2 separate regions of the Mus musculus genome follow, and region 1 is linked to region 2. The links are chromatin contacts, called in public HiChIP or PLAC-seq maps. All regions are on one chromosome and are shown on one strand. Each heading gives the region's core, a stretch centred on a gene start, on an enhancer-like site or on the middle of the called end of the contact. The rest is flanking DNA. Distances are from core to core; before and after follow the strand shown.

Region 1 (3,774 bases), core at 14-2,513, 320 kb after region 2:
GGTTGGGGGTTGGGAGGGTGCTTCTGAGGCTGGGGAAGGGGAGAGCAGGAAAACTGTTGGGACTGACAGTTCTAAGAGGATAACTTCACCATCTAACCACTTATGTCCAAAGAGGAAACTGAGGCCCGTTTGTTAAGATACAAACTTTGTAACTTTTTGACCCAGGAAGTTTTGAGAGTGATAATAAGGAAATGATTATAGAGTGCTTTGAGCTTTTCAGAGACAAGTAGTATTTAAAATACAAGGTATTATTACCTCCATAGAGTTTTTCTTTTGACTACCACTGTGCTTGAAAATGTGGGCAGAACACCGTTATTTTTCAAAACTCAGGTATTTCAAAAAAAAAAAAAATCCACGTGCACAATACCTACCCTCAGCCCTATAAACTAAGGCTCAGCTCTCTTGTCACTCGATAATTTAAACGTTCAAAGAGATCTGGTATTAGCTTTATCAGCTAACTTGGCCGCATTCCACGGGAGACATTTACCCTCTCCAACTCACACTTCGATCCTGCAATATGAAGGAAGGACTGCTTGATCAACCGTGAAAACAGTATTACATTTGAGGTCGTACATACAAGTACCAAACATCGCTCACTACAGGTATAAGGGAGGAACATGTCTTTCAAAGACCCTAAATAAATCAGGGCAGCCCAGGGCCAGCTGGTTCCTTGACAGAGGACCCATTGCTGAATCTTAGAACGCAGTCTCGTGAGAGGATTCCACGTGTACTCCATGACTGAGCTGCCTGTGTCTTGAAAGATTCCAAAACTGACAGTTCAAGTCCCGGTTTCATGTGTGTAGTCCGTTCCCCGAGGAGGCCCTGGAGTGTCCCCCTCTGCTTGCTTCATTGGCCTACAACAAGAGTCATACTAATGGGATGCAGAAAGGCGCGTGTATCCTTACAGGGGTGGCACTGAGGGTGCAGGCTCTGAAAAGAATCAGACGCTGGTTCACACCCCAGGGCTCTATGGCTGGAAACAGGTTGCTTGTCTGCTCTGAATCTTTGGTTCCTCATTAAAGATGGGAGGAGGCTATTAATAGCTTTTTTTTTTCTTTCCTGGGGTTGTTTTGAGAATTTAAAGCAAGCACTGAGACCAGGACACAGGAAAGACTCGATTCGCGTTAGCGCTTATTAAAAAGCAGTAACAGTCCATGTACCCCGGGGCTTACTGTTATTTCTTCGGAGTTCTGCTTTCAGTGCACAGTGGAACTAAAGATAACCATGCAGCTATTGTCTCTGACCCGCCTGGGTGCTCTTACTAGAACGAAAGGAAAAAGGAAATACACGGTGGCCCAGAATGGGGCTCCAGAGAAATCCAAAATGAGCTGCGGTCTAAAAGCGACTTCTTCTCTCCAAGCCTATTTTTAGCCAGCTGTGAACTTCTCTAATACGCAAAGAGTGATGCTGGGCTCCCTGAATAGCTCCGCTGACGAGCTCCTGCCTGCTTCTGCTACTATGGGAATTTATGGAGCTCTGGTCTCACACTTCATTAAAGAAATATACGGTGGTGCAGAGACAGGAGGCCAGACACCTATAACTCTTGTCTCAATCTCACAGTGATAAATCTTAGTAGTGCCTCATTTGTGGAGGAAAAAGGAGTAACCAAAGAGATGCTATCTACAGCCCCTTTGTGGCTGGCTTGACTTGGCTTGCTTTTTCTTCTTTTCTTTGCTCTAGATCTTTTTTGTTTTGTTTTCTTTTTTTTTTAAGAGTTGTTTATAATAGATAACTTTGTTAAGAGGTTATCAAAACAAGAGGTCTAAGTCAAAAGTACTCTCAAACCTGTAAGATACAAGTTTATAACAAAGACCTAGATCACTAATGCTAAGGAATTGTTTTTCACATACAACGTTGTTCATGATGGCCAAGAGGATCAATAGGTTCACTGTAACTGTGTTGGGTCAAAACTCTCTAGATTTATTTAATGGCAGTTGGGTTCTGGTGACTCCATTGCCAACCCTCACACACAGTCTGGTGCTGAGGGTGGGATGGAAGGAAAATATGGCACCTGTGCCACAAAACAAATACTTCTAAGAATCCCTGCATCTGTTTCCTGTTTTTACCATCTTAGCTAGAATTAGGTCCAGTGGCCACCCACGGTGGGAAGATGACTTGAACAAAAGACTTGGAAAGGTCAGACTTCCAAAGTGTACCTGTCATGGTCCTGATTAATAACTGCTAAAGAACCAAAAGAAAGCTGGGTATGGTGACCCAGGCATTCACTCCCAACACTTGAAGGAGTCCCAAGTTAGCTGAGCTATATATAGTGAGGCCCCGTCTGAAAAACAAAACCAAGCAAGCAAAATAAGGAAAAGAGAGAGGTTAAAGAATAGATAAACAGTGTTGGGGCTGTAGTCCAACAGTAGGGTACTTGCCGAGCACACCCAAGGCCCTGATTGAATTCCAAGCACCCCAAAACAAAGGACAACAGCAAAAGCTGGCTAAGGGACCATCAGCAAATGACATACCTAATGACAAGCAGACCTGCCCAGTGATTCAACCATCATTTCTTTTCTGATCCCTTCTCCATGTAACACAGGTCCCTACCCCTTCCTGCTCACTGACTAGTCCTGTGGTACAGCTTCCCAACTGTCTTGACTTCCTGCTCACTCGTCCACTCCTTGACTATTATTAAGCCGAATGGTCAAACATATGCTTCATTCATTACTCTCCTCTCTGCCCAGCACAGTGCCTGGAATATATTGATTAATCTATAAGTAACTTATCTTTATCAAATCAATATACTGTCTTTTTTATTATTAGATATTTTCTTTATTTACATTTCAAATGATACCCTCTTTCCTAGTTTCCCCTCCAGAAATCTCCTATCCCCTGCCCTCAGATCAATATACTTTCAAAAAACAAAATTGATTTATTTTCTACCATTTGGGTTTCTCTACCTAGAAACCTAGCACCAGAGTGACAGCATGCCAGAATGATTTTCCCTAATGTCAATTGAAGAATATCAGATATATTCTGTTTAACCTAAAATATCACAAGTTAATTCTTAGTGGGTTAAATCTGTTACTTATTTTAAAGCCTTTGATCTCAAGAAAGAAGAATAGACCGTCCAGAACACCAAGTTGTAATAATGACAGTATGAGGACCTCTCTGGGCTGGATGTTGTAAAGTAGGGTCCTCAGTGACAGAGAAATGGCACCCAACCATGGTTTCTGAGAAGCCCTTATTAACCTTGTGGTACCCTGGGGCCCTCCCTTGGAGTCTCCCCTTCCCTGCTTTGTCCTATGTCTTATGCGAGGCCACAGAAGTTAAACCAGGTTCGTATGTGCATACCTGTGCCAGGAATGTTAAAGAGTCGTGACAACAGTCATGCCTGCATCCAGAGGAGCCATTGGGGCCAGAGTACACCAGGTTAAAGACCCTCTGGGAGCAGAGAATGCTGGGAATCCAGTAGGGTCAGATCACAGATAACAAGGGCCTGACATTTGAGGCTAAAGAGAGTAGACATCACTGCTTGAACGAGGGAAGATCGTTTTTGTGTGGAGATCATAGGCACCAAGTTGCCTGTTTAAAAATTCCCTGTGTAACATCCATGATGATAGAATCTATTCCCACCTGACTGCAACAGTCTAAGTCTGACGTGTAGTTCTCACTACCAAGGCAGGGCTAGCAGGAATGTGGCTCATGAAGGACACGTGGCGATGTTGAAATCCACACGATCCAACTGATGACTAGTGTCAGTTAACAAGAACACATCAATCACTATTTTTATGGTGACTCTCCTCCTATCCCTGCCTCTTACTCTTTTGC
Region 2 (3,857 bases), core at 798-3,297:
GAGGCCCACATGTCAGCAGGGGACCTGCTGGGTGTGTTGGCTCTGACTCTGGAGGAGATGAGTCCCTGGAGAGTTCTGATTAGAGGTGCCACTTGATTAGACTTAGGCTCGAAGTGATAACTCACTTCGTGTGAGATCATTCACTTCCAGTGCTGTGGGGAGAATGGAGCTGAGGAGAACGGGTGTGATGAGAGGAGCAAGTCACTCACTCACAGGTTAGTCCAGAAATTCAGAAGTCAGGCAAACCATAGTCCACATTGTGGGGTCCAAATAGAGAGAAATGTCTGGGCTACGTTTAGGCTTGATGTTGCAGACTTGAACTATGGGAGGGTGAGGTCAGGAAAATGTAGACTCAGCTCAAAGTTACATGTTCGCTCTACTTGTTTCTAGAGTAGTGACAAATAGCACACCAGAGGGGCAGATTTTTTCCACACACACAGACCCTTTCTTTTTTGCCTCAAGCCTCATTCCTTCGTATAGACCATTCTTCACCCACACAAACCAAACACCTTCTTTCTTAATATCCCAGTTTAGATTCTAGGGCACAGCTGGATGCAAAGAGTAAATTTTCATGTTGGGTGATGAGAATTGCCACAATTGGTTGGGTCTTTCAAAATACCTGACCGAGAAGCTATTAAACCTCCTCAACCCAAACTGACAATCCACACCTCAGGTGATCAATCCACGCACATATGTGGCCTGGAACGGCACACTGCACTCCACCTGGACCATGCAATAGGGCAACTATGGCTTTTTTAAATGAACAAATAAAACAACAACAAATCCAACTCTTCTATGCAGCAGCCTGGGGGTTTGTCCAGAGCTCACTGCTTTACCGGGTACTAACAATAAAAGCCTAGTGTAAGACTGCAGTCCTTTCTTTAAGGAGTGCTAATTGGAGAAAAGCTCTGTTCGCATTGGCGGGGGTGGGGGAGGAAGGTGTCATCATGCTGGGTGATTCTTTAGAAAAACGCTGTTTCAGTGTCTACTTGCACTTTGAGTAATTCAAAATAAGCCCATGAGTCGGCACTGAGGAGAGCACTTGCTAATCAATCTAACAAATGCTTCGGAATTAACAGGTCAAGGCCTCTTCATAAATGCGGGGACCAGAGGCTTGGAAAGCATTTGATTCTCCTATATACTGCAAACATTTTTCGTCATAACTTCACAATGCTCATTGTTCTGTTTTGGGGGTCTGAGCACAACCTGGAAGCCCTCTGGGGGACCACACTTCCAGGATGACTGGAATCTAAAATCCGAAGGGAAGGTGGCCTTCCTTCTGCCTAAGGTGCCTTGGTGCTTTCCCTTTGTTCCCAGTGGTGCTGGAGATTGAACCCAGGACCCTGAGGGCAAAGCAAGAGCCATGTCATTGAGTTAGACCCTCAGCCCTTTTCTTATTCATTTCTACGAATCAAAAAGTTCTGACTTTGGAAGCTGAACTCAAAGGTTACTTATTGGTAATGACGCTCCTTAGGCCGTCAAACTGGCCATCCTCTTGCCTCAGAGTATTGTGACCATTCGGCTAGCATGACTGAAATGCGTGTGCCTGACATTTTCTGTCCCCTGTTGAGTTTCCCGAGGATGGGGTTATGCCTAACTCACTTGCTTACTCTGCCTTGTGACATACAGCAGTTTTGCTTGGTGATAGTGCTATGTTCTGTTTGCCATTCCTTGGTGACTCTGTAAGGCAAGGCCTAGGTTCAGCTGCCCCACTGGGATCCAAAATAAGAAAGGCTAAAACAACAAAGTAGTTTCCTTCTCATTTACATTGCCAAAATCACCACGAGGAGGGAATGGCTTATCACGCTGTACAGTTCTGGAAAGCCAGGCCTGGCCCTCTCAGCTAATGCCTCAAGCAGTCTGGAGCAGCAGCCATGTTGTTGGTCTGTCACACCGTTGAACGGAGGACAGACACTGGGAATACCAAGAAGAAATTTCTTGTAAAGTTCTCATGATAATTACTTTAACCTAAGATATGTAGGTATAAAACAGAACAGAAAGCCGGAGAAGGAAGTGGCCATAAATACTCCCAGCCATCTAGGGGAACCGAATTTGATTCTAAGCTTCTTGGAAACTACGTAGAAAAAGAGAACACAATGGGACAGTGGATTTCTCTTTCTAAAGAGACAAAACTTATGAACTCATCTGCTGGAGAAACCAAATTTTCATGGTTATTAAAATGAAAATAGCATCGCCCCCCCCCCCCACAGTTGGCGTTTAAGCATAATAAGGTCTCTCATAGTGAGAATGCAAGGGGAGGGAGAAGAGAAGAAAAAGGAGAAGAGGAGGAGGAGGCAGAGGAGGGGGAAGAGGAGGAGGAGGAGGAGGAGGAGGAGGAGGAGGAGGAGGAGGAGGAGGAGGAGGAGGAGGAAAGAGAGAGACCTATCAAACCCCTCTAAGGCATTCAGCACAAACTCTCTGCACTGTCTGGCCCCCTCTCCGGTCTTGGCTTCTGCTGTTACCCTCTATCATAAATGCTTTTGTGAAGGACAATATTAAGTTGGTCCCGGCTCTGACTCTATTCCAGTACTTATCTGCTAGGCATTCTTAATTTTCTGAAACACTTGACCTTGATTAAATCACGCCCTTTATTTCTTTTGCATAAAACTTTACTGGTTTCGCTCCTGATCGTGTGCAGTGTTCTTTCTTGATTTCCCTTTGAGACTAGTTGGGTCCCATTCTTCTTTTAAATATCAGCAACCTTCTGGCTTTCTTTTTCTGGGTACCTCCCTTCCTTCCTTGCTTCCCTCCCTTCCTTATTTCCTTCCTTTTTTAACTCATTCCTTGCTTCTTCCCCTTTCTAGGAAATGCCATCTGCCCTTATGATTTTAATTTATTCTCTAAATTTTAATAATTCACAGTTTTAGCCTCACATTACAATGTACACTTGGGTTAACTCTTTAGATTTTTAAATTTGAATTATTTATATGTGTTTACACTTGTTCGTGTTTGTCTGTGTGGGTATATACACACATGTATTAAGATTTCTGTGAAGGCCAGAAGAGGACCCTAGATGTTCTGGAACTGAACCAACAGGGTGGATACTGGCAACTTAACCCAGGTCCTCCGCAGGAGCAACATCAACATGGTATCTCCAGTTCCTACTTGGGTTTGAAATTTGCATATTCAACATTCTCCTGACTTAGTTTATACATCCCTTTACTTCTGCATGTCTCAGATTGATAGTTGTCTTCCTCCTAACCTTTGTTACCCCTTGTGTTTTTCATCTCAATGAAGGGCTCTATCTTCCACTCAAATGTTCAAGACTGAATAGTAGTGGGGTTTAACTTTTCTCTGAACTCTGCTCCCCCCAAACCTCAACAATCTTCAATCACAGGGCACTACTAACTCCAGTTCCTAAATCTCCCTTTAGCTATTCTCCTAATCCTATTCCCAGGGACATGACCTAAGAGCAGTGGAATTCTGTTGTAACACAGAGTCAGACTCCTGTCCCTGGCTTGCTTTTCTTCTAACTGGATCCTACAAGTATGAACTTGTCTTAAAGTGTAAAGCATAGTGCATCTCAATATAGCCCTAGTTCTATACCCAAAACTATCTACCCCTGCCTGTGTCTCCCAGTTTACCTCTTCCTTGTCAAACTTCAAAGAGCACACTGTCCCCAACTGCACCACTTCTTAACCACACCTGCTCATCGTCGCCATGTGCTGCTCCCATCCACCCACCCGTCTCCTGGAGTATCAGCTTTTAACTCTCACCTTAAAAACAACCTAGCTGTTATTTATTCACGGACATATATTTCATATATGTATGCAGTGTATCATGGTCATATTATGGTATTGTCTTTCATGCAGTTTTTTTATGTGCATGGCTGTTTGGCCTGCATGTATGTACGCACG

The links. HiChIP or PLAC-seq counts read pairs in DNA pulled down with a chosen protein or histone mark.
Region 1: a contact with region 2 is called in an H3K27ac HiChIP or PLAC-seq map of microglia, with 6 times the contacts expected there. The contact joins two enhancer-like sites. A contact is called at or near these places in 1 of 15 datasets of contacts at CTCF or cohesin (the NIH/3T3 cell line), 2 of 484 Hi-C or Micro-C datasets (the C10 cell line and bone marrow-derived macrophages), 2 of 115 datasets of contacts at active chromatin or transcription factors (embryonic stem cells and microglia) and 1 of 9 other capture datasets (embryonic stem cells).

What each region holds. Positions count from the first base shown.
Region 1 is chr16:24,346,843-24,350,616 of GRCm38.p6, forward strand. No RefSeq gene overlaps it. Among named protein-coding and RNA genes, the nearest start is that of Lpp, 45 kb to the right of the region's middle. Within about 2 kb of position 1,264, at least 74 of the 459 cell types and tissues checked have an H3K27ac peak or open chromatin away from gene starts, as enhancers often do. A contact at or near this core is called in bone marrow-derived macrophages and microglia, where this site is marked.
Region 2 is chr16:24,025,609-24,029,465 of GRCm38.p6, forward strand. No RefSeq gene overlaps it. Among named protein-coding and RNA genes, the nearest start is that of Bcl6, 39 kb to the left of the region's middle. Within about 2 kb of position 2,048, at least 15 of the 459 cell types and tissues checked have an H3K27ac peak or open chromatin away from gene starts, as enhancers often do. A contact at or near this core is called in bone marrow-derived macrophages and microglia, where this site is marked.